2 separate regions of the Zea mays genome follow, and region 1 is linked to region 2. A link is a contact called in public Hi-C data. All regions are on one chromosome and are shown on one strand. The core of a region is the stretch at or near the end of the contact, and the rest is flanking DNA. Distances in the headings are between cores, read along the strand shown.

Region 1 (4,013 bases), core at 1,449-3,948, 210 kb after region 2:
TTAGGCTATTAGCTTCCAAATATAGAATACACCTTTCGACTACATAGCTCAGGTGCATATTATCAGTTAGATGGTGTGCCAGACTGGTTTACCTGAGTAGATAACATGGAGAACATAAGAAAATCTATCCTTGCTTCCACATGGTTCAGGTAGTATGGAATATCAGATTGTTGCATATATCCCGCCCTCCACATGGTTCGGATGTAATATTATGATGAATGGATGGATGTATTGGTATTGTGCCAAGTGCTAACCTTGGGGGCGAGCTTGTCGACCTCGGCGATGAAGGCAGCCCCTCCCGGACCTCGTGCACCACATCCTCCTCCTGCACCTCTCTGAAATCGAGCTCTGTGTCGTAGTCTAGTTTCTAGAGCTAGGGTTTCACGCCAGGGAGGGCCTCCCAAGCCCGTCGCTAGATCTGGGCTCCTCCGGGGGCGCTAGTGGCAAGGAAGGGGCAGACGCGGTAGGCAACGACGAGCGGCAAGGTGGGGGAGGCGACAGGTCGGAGGTGACGCCGAGGTGCTGGAGCACGCGGCAGCGACGCTCGTCGACGAAGGTGCGCTCGGAGATCCACACGTCGTACGTGGGGGGCAGCGAGTGGTGCCGATGGAGGTGGTGGCGGCGCTTGCTGCTGCGGCGGCGGTGCTCGGCGTCTCATCAGAGGCAAAGGAGCAGGAGGATGATCGGCGAGGCCGACCGAGATGGGTCGTAAAAGTCAGAGGTTTGGGACTTACGGGTAGGTTCCGACGCGAGCGGCGTCGAGAAGGCGGAGCGGAAGGCTACCGGAGCGAGAGCTGCGGAGGGAGCCATCAGGGCGACGGGGAGAGGGAGGTGAGGCCACCGCCACCCCCCCGGAGACGAGGGAGAGGGTAGAAAGGAACGGGAAACAGACTTGATTTGAAGAAAAAGAGGACAAGTGGCTGATTTGACAGATACTACCAGGCAGCGGTGGACGTGCGGACAGGTTGCGGTTGGGCGCGTGGCGGAGCTGCCGGAGGAGCCGCGGCAGGCGCGGATGGGGAAGGAGGTGCGGGCGCGGCAACAGGTAACGGCGCCTGCACGGGGAGGGAGAGAGCGCGGTGGGTGTCGGCGCGGCGAGGAAGAGGATGAGGTGGTGGCGCAGGTACGAAGAGGATGAGCGGGTGTGCTCGCATCGTGGAAGAAGGGAGGGGATCGGAGGCGGAGCCGACCGTGGAGGAGGAGGCCTGCGCAGCCGTTGCGAACGCGTCGACCGAGCTGGGAAAGGAAGACCGGACGCAACACTGCAATTTGGTTGATTTGAAGTAAAATTTCTGGTCCGTGGTGTGCGGCCACGCGTTGGCTCGCGCGCGGCCGAGAGCGCGTGAAACGCGGGGAGAGACTGAAACCGGAGCGTCTCCGGAGGAGCCGCGGCGGGTGCGGATGGGGAAGGAGGTGCGGGCGCGACAACAGGGTAGCGGCGCTTGCACGGGGAGGGAGAGAGCGCGGTGGGTGTCGGCGCGGCGAGGAAGAGGATGAGGTGGTGGCGCAGGTACGAAGAGGATGAGCGGGTGTGCTCGCATCGTGGAAGAAGGGAGGGGATCGGAGGCGGAGCCGACCGCGGAGGAGGAGGCCTGCGCAGCCGTGGCGAACGCGTCGACCGAGCTGGGAAAGGAAGACCGGACGCAACGCTGCAATTTGGTTGATTTGAAGTAAAATTTCGGGTCCGTGGTGTGCGGCCACGAGTTGGCTCGCGCGCGGCCGAGAGCGCGTGAAACGCGGGGAGAGACTGAAACCGGAACGTCTTTTAACTAAGGTAGTGTTTGGTTGAGGAGCCAAATAGAACGGAGTCGCTCTATTCCTGATTTTAGGAATGGAGCCGCTCTGTTCTGTGTTTGGTAAGCTGGAACGGAGTGACTCTGTTTTTTGTTTGGTTGCAGAGTGAACTGGAACAGAGTGGCTCTGTTTTTTGTTTGGTTGCAGAGAGAGGCGCGCGAGCTGCTGCGCACGGATGAGAGGGCGAGCTGTGCGAGCGGGCTGGGAACGGAGCGGCTCCGTCCCATTGATTTTTTGGAGTTTGATGGTTCCGGATTTGAGGAGAATATTTCCTAATTGGAGCCACTCCATTCTAGTTACTTTATAACCAAACAACAACAAATCTGGGACAGAACGGCTCCGTTCTACTTGGCTCTTCAACCAAACACTACCTAAAGGTAATAGGATACTCCTAGTACTATAGTGTATACGAGGGTATTTGGTTTCACCATACTAAAATTTAGTATCTGTCACATCAAATATTTAAATGTACAATGCCATATTAGCTAGCGGGTGGGAAAAGTGTGGCATTAGAACTCAAGACCAAGAATAGGTGGGGTCACGCAAGTAGTACATGGTTGCATGCCCATCCCCCACGGCATTCTACGTGCTTCCCACTCCGACCGCACAGAAATGTCACCCCGGGTGAGAGCCCCTGATCTGCCGCCACGTGCCTAGCATCGAGATCCTACGGACCCAGTCGCTTGACCCGGTCCGCGCGCCCGCTCTAGCTCGTGGCGCAACGAACGTGGAGAACGCCACGTGAATCGGACCGTTTCTCTGACACGTCGGGCCCGGAGGCCGCGGTCCCAGGATGCAGTGAGGCGGGTGGTTAGGCTACGTATTTCCCTGGGATCGTCGGGGCCACGGAATTTCCCGGAGAAAGTGCGGGCGTGAGGGACGAGCGGACGAGCCTCAGCGGCGAGAGAAAATAGAACGGGGAGACCGGAGCGGCGGCGGGGGAGGAGGAGACGGAAGGAGGGGATCGAGAGGGGCGCGCGCGAACAGAAGAGAGAAAGAGGAGGTGGCAGGTTTGGTTCCGCGCGCGCCGACGTGAGATTCCGGGCCCCCGTGCCAGCAGGTGAGCCGCATTGCCGCCTCCGCTCTTCGCTCGGTGCGCGTTACGCTTGCGCAGGGTGGTGTGAGGAATCCTTGGTAGGTTGGGAACTTGGGATCGAGGCGCAAATGAGGCAATGTGGTTGCCGGGCGCTCGTCTGGCTTCAGGATGCTGTGAAGGCTGCATTCGTTTTGGGTGACACCCACTTGTGCATCGGAGGACCCTTCTCCGCCGTGTTGCTGTTGAATGCGGGAGGGGGGGGGGGGGGGGGGGTGTCCCATTGCGTGTTTCATTGAGGCATTAGATCAATTGATGTAGGGTGCCAGTTCATGCAGATCGTTGCGGGTGTGGCTTTTGATCCAGGAGATTTTGTTAGCTGTCAGAAACGACAAGATTTTCAAAACAATTCTGGGTTCGTGTCATGTGCAGTGTAAACTTGTTCACTCGTCTATATTTTTGTGCAAAATTTATTGGTGATATCGTGTTCCCAACCTATTGAAGATTGTTAAGTAGAGGTTGGGTCATTTAAGAAAGGTGCTTTGATGCCGTGCAGCTTGAACTCTCTTCTCAGAAGCACAATATTTTGGCTGAATCGTAGTCAGAGGCGAGACGTAGCAAAGCTTATAAGTGGAACGCTGCTTCAAAGTTATGCGGTTTTATTTTTTTTAAGAAAGAGGGAATATACACAATTATGCAGTTACTTCTGTGTTAAGAATCATTTACAAAGTTAATGTTTTAGCACCCAAACTACTACCGAAACCAAGTTCAATTATTTGCAGGCTTCATGATGTTGGGACTCCAACTCCTATCAGCCTATCATTTCTAGTATAGTTTTTGTTCTTTAAAAAGTATATACTGTTACATTGAACAAGACCACAAGAATTTCCATAGTTTTATTAATTTCGCTCTCTTTGTGACTATGTTGTGCTATATGGTACTCCAGGTTCAAATAATGGATTAAAAACTTAAGCTGACACTTATGGCGGATGCTCAATTCAACCCAGTGAATCCGAAGCTGACCCATGAAGAACTAAAATAAGCTTTATGCTTCAGTGTCTTCTGGTAACCTCCCTATTCCTGTGAAAAATTAGATTGGAATTCAGAAGATCACATCAGAGTTGCTCTTGCTTAGCTATAATTTGTATGGTACTACAAATTCATAGGATTGGTAGGTCCGCAATTG
Region 2 (3,729 bases), core at 126-2,625:
CTTACACGGCATCTACTCTTCGATTGGATTAGGATTAGGTAGTGGATTAATTAACATGGCGAGTGTCTGTTTGTTAGGGACCAACGACGAATGGAGGAGGCGGCTGCTGCTGCGGCGCCTGCTACCTGGCGCTGACGAAGGCCTTGATGTGCGCGAGCATCTCCTGCGTCCGCGGCTGGGACAGGTGGCAGTTGTGGAGCACCTGGAACGCGTGCCCGACGCCGCCGTACACGGCCTGCTCCACGCGCTTGCCCGCCTCGCGCAACGCCCTGCACAGCTCCAGGTTGCGGTCCCGCAGGATGTCCGTCTCCGAGACGCACACCAGGAGCGGGGGCAGCGGAGTGGTCTCCAGGCGCGGCGCGGCGCGGCCCGACAGCGGGTTGCACCAGGGGTGCTCGCGGCTGGCTCCGGCCGGCAGCGCCAGCCGCCAGTAGCAGTCGGAGGTGGCCAGCGTCAGCGCCGACCGTGGCGGCTGCGCCACGTTCTTCTCGGACGCGGTACGCCCCTCGCCGCCCAGGAATGGCTGGATCAGGACGGCGCCCCTGACGGTCAAGGGGGGCAGCGCGCCAAGCTGGCCCTGCCCGAGCCTCGCGGCCACGTGCAAGGCGATGCTGGCGCCCGCGCTGTCGCCCATGAGGAACACGCGGTCAAAGCCGCAGCGGGCCCGCCACCACGACAGGTCGTCGTTGCAGCACGCTGACGCTGACGCTGACGCTGCGGCCTGGTGCCGCAGCCACCGCACCGCGGCCAGCCCGTCGTCGAACGCGGCCGGCAGGCGGTGCTCGGGCGCCAGCCGGTAGTCCACGGACATCACGGCGCAGCCCGCGCGCGCCGCGAGCTGGGCGAGGAACTCGTGGTAGCAGCTCCAGGCCGCGGACCCGACGCAGAACCCGCCGCCGTGGAAGTACACCACGACGGGGCGCCTGGCTCCGTCCCCCGCCGACGTCGGCGCGTACAGCCGCGCCCACACCCCCGTCGCGGGGTCCACCACCACGTCCCTCGCGACGACGCCGCCCGGCGCGTCCGGGGCCGTGCCGCCCCACGTGCAGGGCACGGCTGGGATCGCCGGGAGCCGCTCCACGTGTCCGTCCTTGTAGACGCGGATCAGGCCGTGGATCTCCTCGACGACGGCGCCGTGGCCGCCGTTCTTCGCGACGACTGCTGCAGGCTGCTGGCGGAAGCTGATCCTGGGCTCGCCGACGACGTGCAGTGCCCCCATCCTCCTCCTCCTCATGCAAAGCTGCCGGCCTTCTCGCGGTCACGGGCGGCACGGCAGGCGGGAGGCGAAACGCGGCAGCCGGCAAGCTGCTTCGGCCGTGCGATGTGTCACGTCCCGGGGCCCGGCGAGCGAGCACAATTATGCAGTCGTGTGACCGTGTTGGCTTGGGGCGCCCTCGGCCGGCGTCGCGGGTTTTTATAGCGGGGGCGGCGGGACAGGTGTTGGAACTTGGAAGGGCGTTGGGCGCAGGACCAAGTGGTCACGGCCGACAAGTGGAGACGGGTCATTCGCGACGTCGTGCGGGTGGGGTCGCCCGCCCGCGAGAAGCAAGCAATGGACTTTGGAAGAGGGCGTGAAATCAAAACCCATCTCGTTCACGCGCGACGCACGGGAAAGTCCACGGGGACGGATCCGGTGGATCCTTACCCTGTGCTCCTCTCTATGTCTATCCGTTATCTGCTGACTGCTGTTGCTGAGAACTTTCAGCACTGTGCTTGCTTAGTGTCCACTGGCTACTCCCTCTGTCTCTAAAACAAAGACATCCTAGAAATTTTCAAATAGTTTAGCAGAGACATAAAATTACCCTTTTTTTCTCCAGCATGCACATGTATATAAGGAGTGCTTGGACGGCAGCTTGGGCCAGGCAATGATTTATGGCATGTCAAGCTAGAACCTCTTTTTTAAAAAAATTGAAACAGTAGGAGTTTGAGCTCCTATTGCAAATTTAAAAGGTTCCAAACCAGCAACAGTCTTACAAAATAAGAACATGAGGCGCAAACAAAAAGTAAGGGAAGTTACTCTGAAAACTAATCCTTCACACATATTAGGAGACGAAGAAGTGTAGGAAGTAAGAGAATTGGAGTAGAGTAGGAAATCAGATGTGGTTTTGCACCCTTTTCTTAAAGTAGAGGCAGAGCTTTCTTGTTCACACGCCAGAAGAGCGAAGTTATTTCAAGCTTGAATATTGCTTTGCAACCTTCAATTGTTGGAGAGGCATTCTTGAAGATCTTGTGGTTTCTGTACATTCAGGTTGCACAAGACCATTAAAACAAACATTTCCATGGAGGAGGACTTGTTGATCCGAGCCCTTACCAACTCTAAACCCTGTTACAACTTTATTTTATAATCCTACCATGACTCCTAAATTATATAAAAAACTTGTCTTGTAGACTATATAAAGGAGGGCAATGCTTCCTAAACCGGCAAGAGAACCGCAACATATTACATCTTATAATCTAACACAAGACTATGTGTTCTTGTTTCCACGGTTCCCCATATCTTCTCTACATAACCATTGTATGAGTTATTATTTCTATTACTGTGTGTGGCATATATACAAACACCACTATTTCGGTTAGTGGTCTTGTGTAAAATGTGTACTCGTATCCTTGGAATATCAAGATCGAGGAAGATGAATCTCTACCCAACCATATAATGTGTTGAGTCCAGGTGTAATTTGTTTGATGGATTTAGTAGGGGTTATGAGTTTGTGGGTGACTTGGTTGGGTGTGTTTTTGTAAAGTTTAAACGGATGAATTATACAGTGGTATAGATGACATGCTTTTCTAACACATATAATCAACATCAATTTGCAAGATGATATAACGCGCTTTCAGATATGAAAACGACTCGTGTAACATTATGAAGGCCATATATCATTGGACATGCGCACTATCGTTGGCTGACGATGAAAAATACGGAGAAGTGGATTTATAAACATATGTCTAAAGTAGCACAACAAAATAAAGGTCAAAGCATATGAAATTTTGGACACACGGATGGGTGGTTGATTGACCATCTCTATATTCCATTCTTCAGAGCCCGTAAGTTTTGCTTCAACGTCCCGACCATAACACCTACCTGTCATCTCACTATCCATGAGCTTACTGACAGTCCGTCCTCCTACCCTGTCATGAATAAATTAAGTTAAGATAGCCATCTTAGTCAGTCAGACAGTCTTTATATCCTACTACTTGCAAGCTACTCCCTCCGTTTCTTTTTATTTGTCGCTGGATAGTGCAATTTTACACTATCCAGCGACAAATAAAAAGAAACGGAGGGAGTACTTAACTATTCTATGCTGAGGAGTACTGGAGTAGGAACCGGCCTAACTTTGAGTTGACGTCCCTCCGCAGTCCAAATGAAGCTTCCGCTTCCGCCGGGCTCCGGCTCCCAGCTCATGCATCACATCACCTGATCACCAGCGCGCGCCCACATTTGTAAAAAGAAGAAGAAGACGACGGCCGCTCACGCGCCACGGGAAGGCCGCCGATCATTGGCGTCGGCCGGCCGAGAGCCGATGGCGACGCCGCGAGTCCTCGTTCGGTAGCTCCGCTCTGCTCGCTCCCACACGCGCGCCACACCATCCACGCGCTCTCGCTTCCTTTTCCCTTTGGACTCAGCTCCGGCCTTCTTTTTAGTTCGCGTCGCATCAGAAAGGCGAGCGGCACACACGGCGCATCAAAAAAAAAAAGGTTGCCAGCTACGGACCCGGTTCACCAACCAAAACC

What was found. A called contact is a pair of places that touch in the nucleus more often than the background predicts.
Region 1: a contact with region 2 is called in a Hi-C map of endosperm, with 2.2 times the contacts expected there. The contact joins the promoter of LOC100217254 here to the promoter of LOC100283375 in region 2. A contact is called at or near these places in 8 of 25 Hi-C or Micro-C datasets (bundle sheath, ear, endosperm and 2 more).

What each region holds. Positions count from the first base shown.
Region 1 is chr9:147,847,072-147,851,084 of Zm-B73-REFERENCE-NAM-5.0, forward strand. LOC100217254 reads left to right here and starts at 2,699. Exons shown (of 24, transcript NM_001362447.1): 1 at 2,699-2,854; 2 at 3,774-3,892.
Region 2 is chr9:147,642,106-147,645,834 of Zm-B73-REFERENCE-NAM-5.0, forward strand. LOC100283375 reads right to left here and starts at 1,376. Exons shown (of 1, transcript NM_001156276.2): 1 at 1-1,376. The coding sequence starts at 1,234. The coding sequence ends at 122.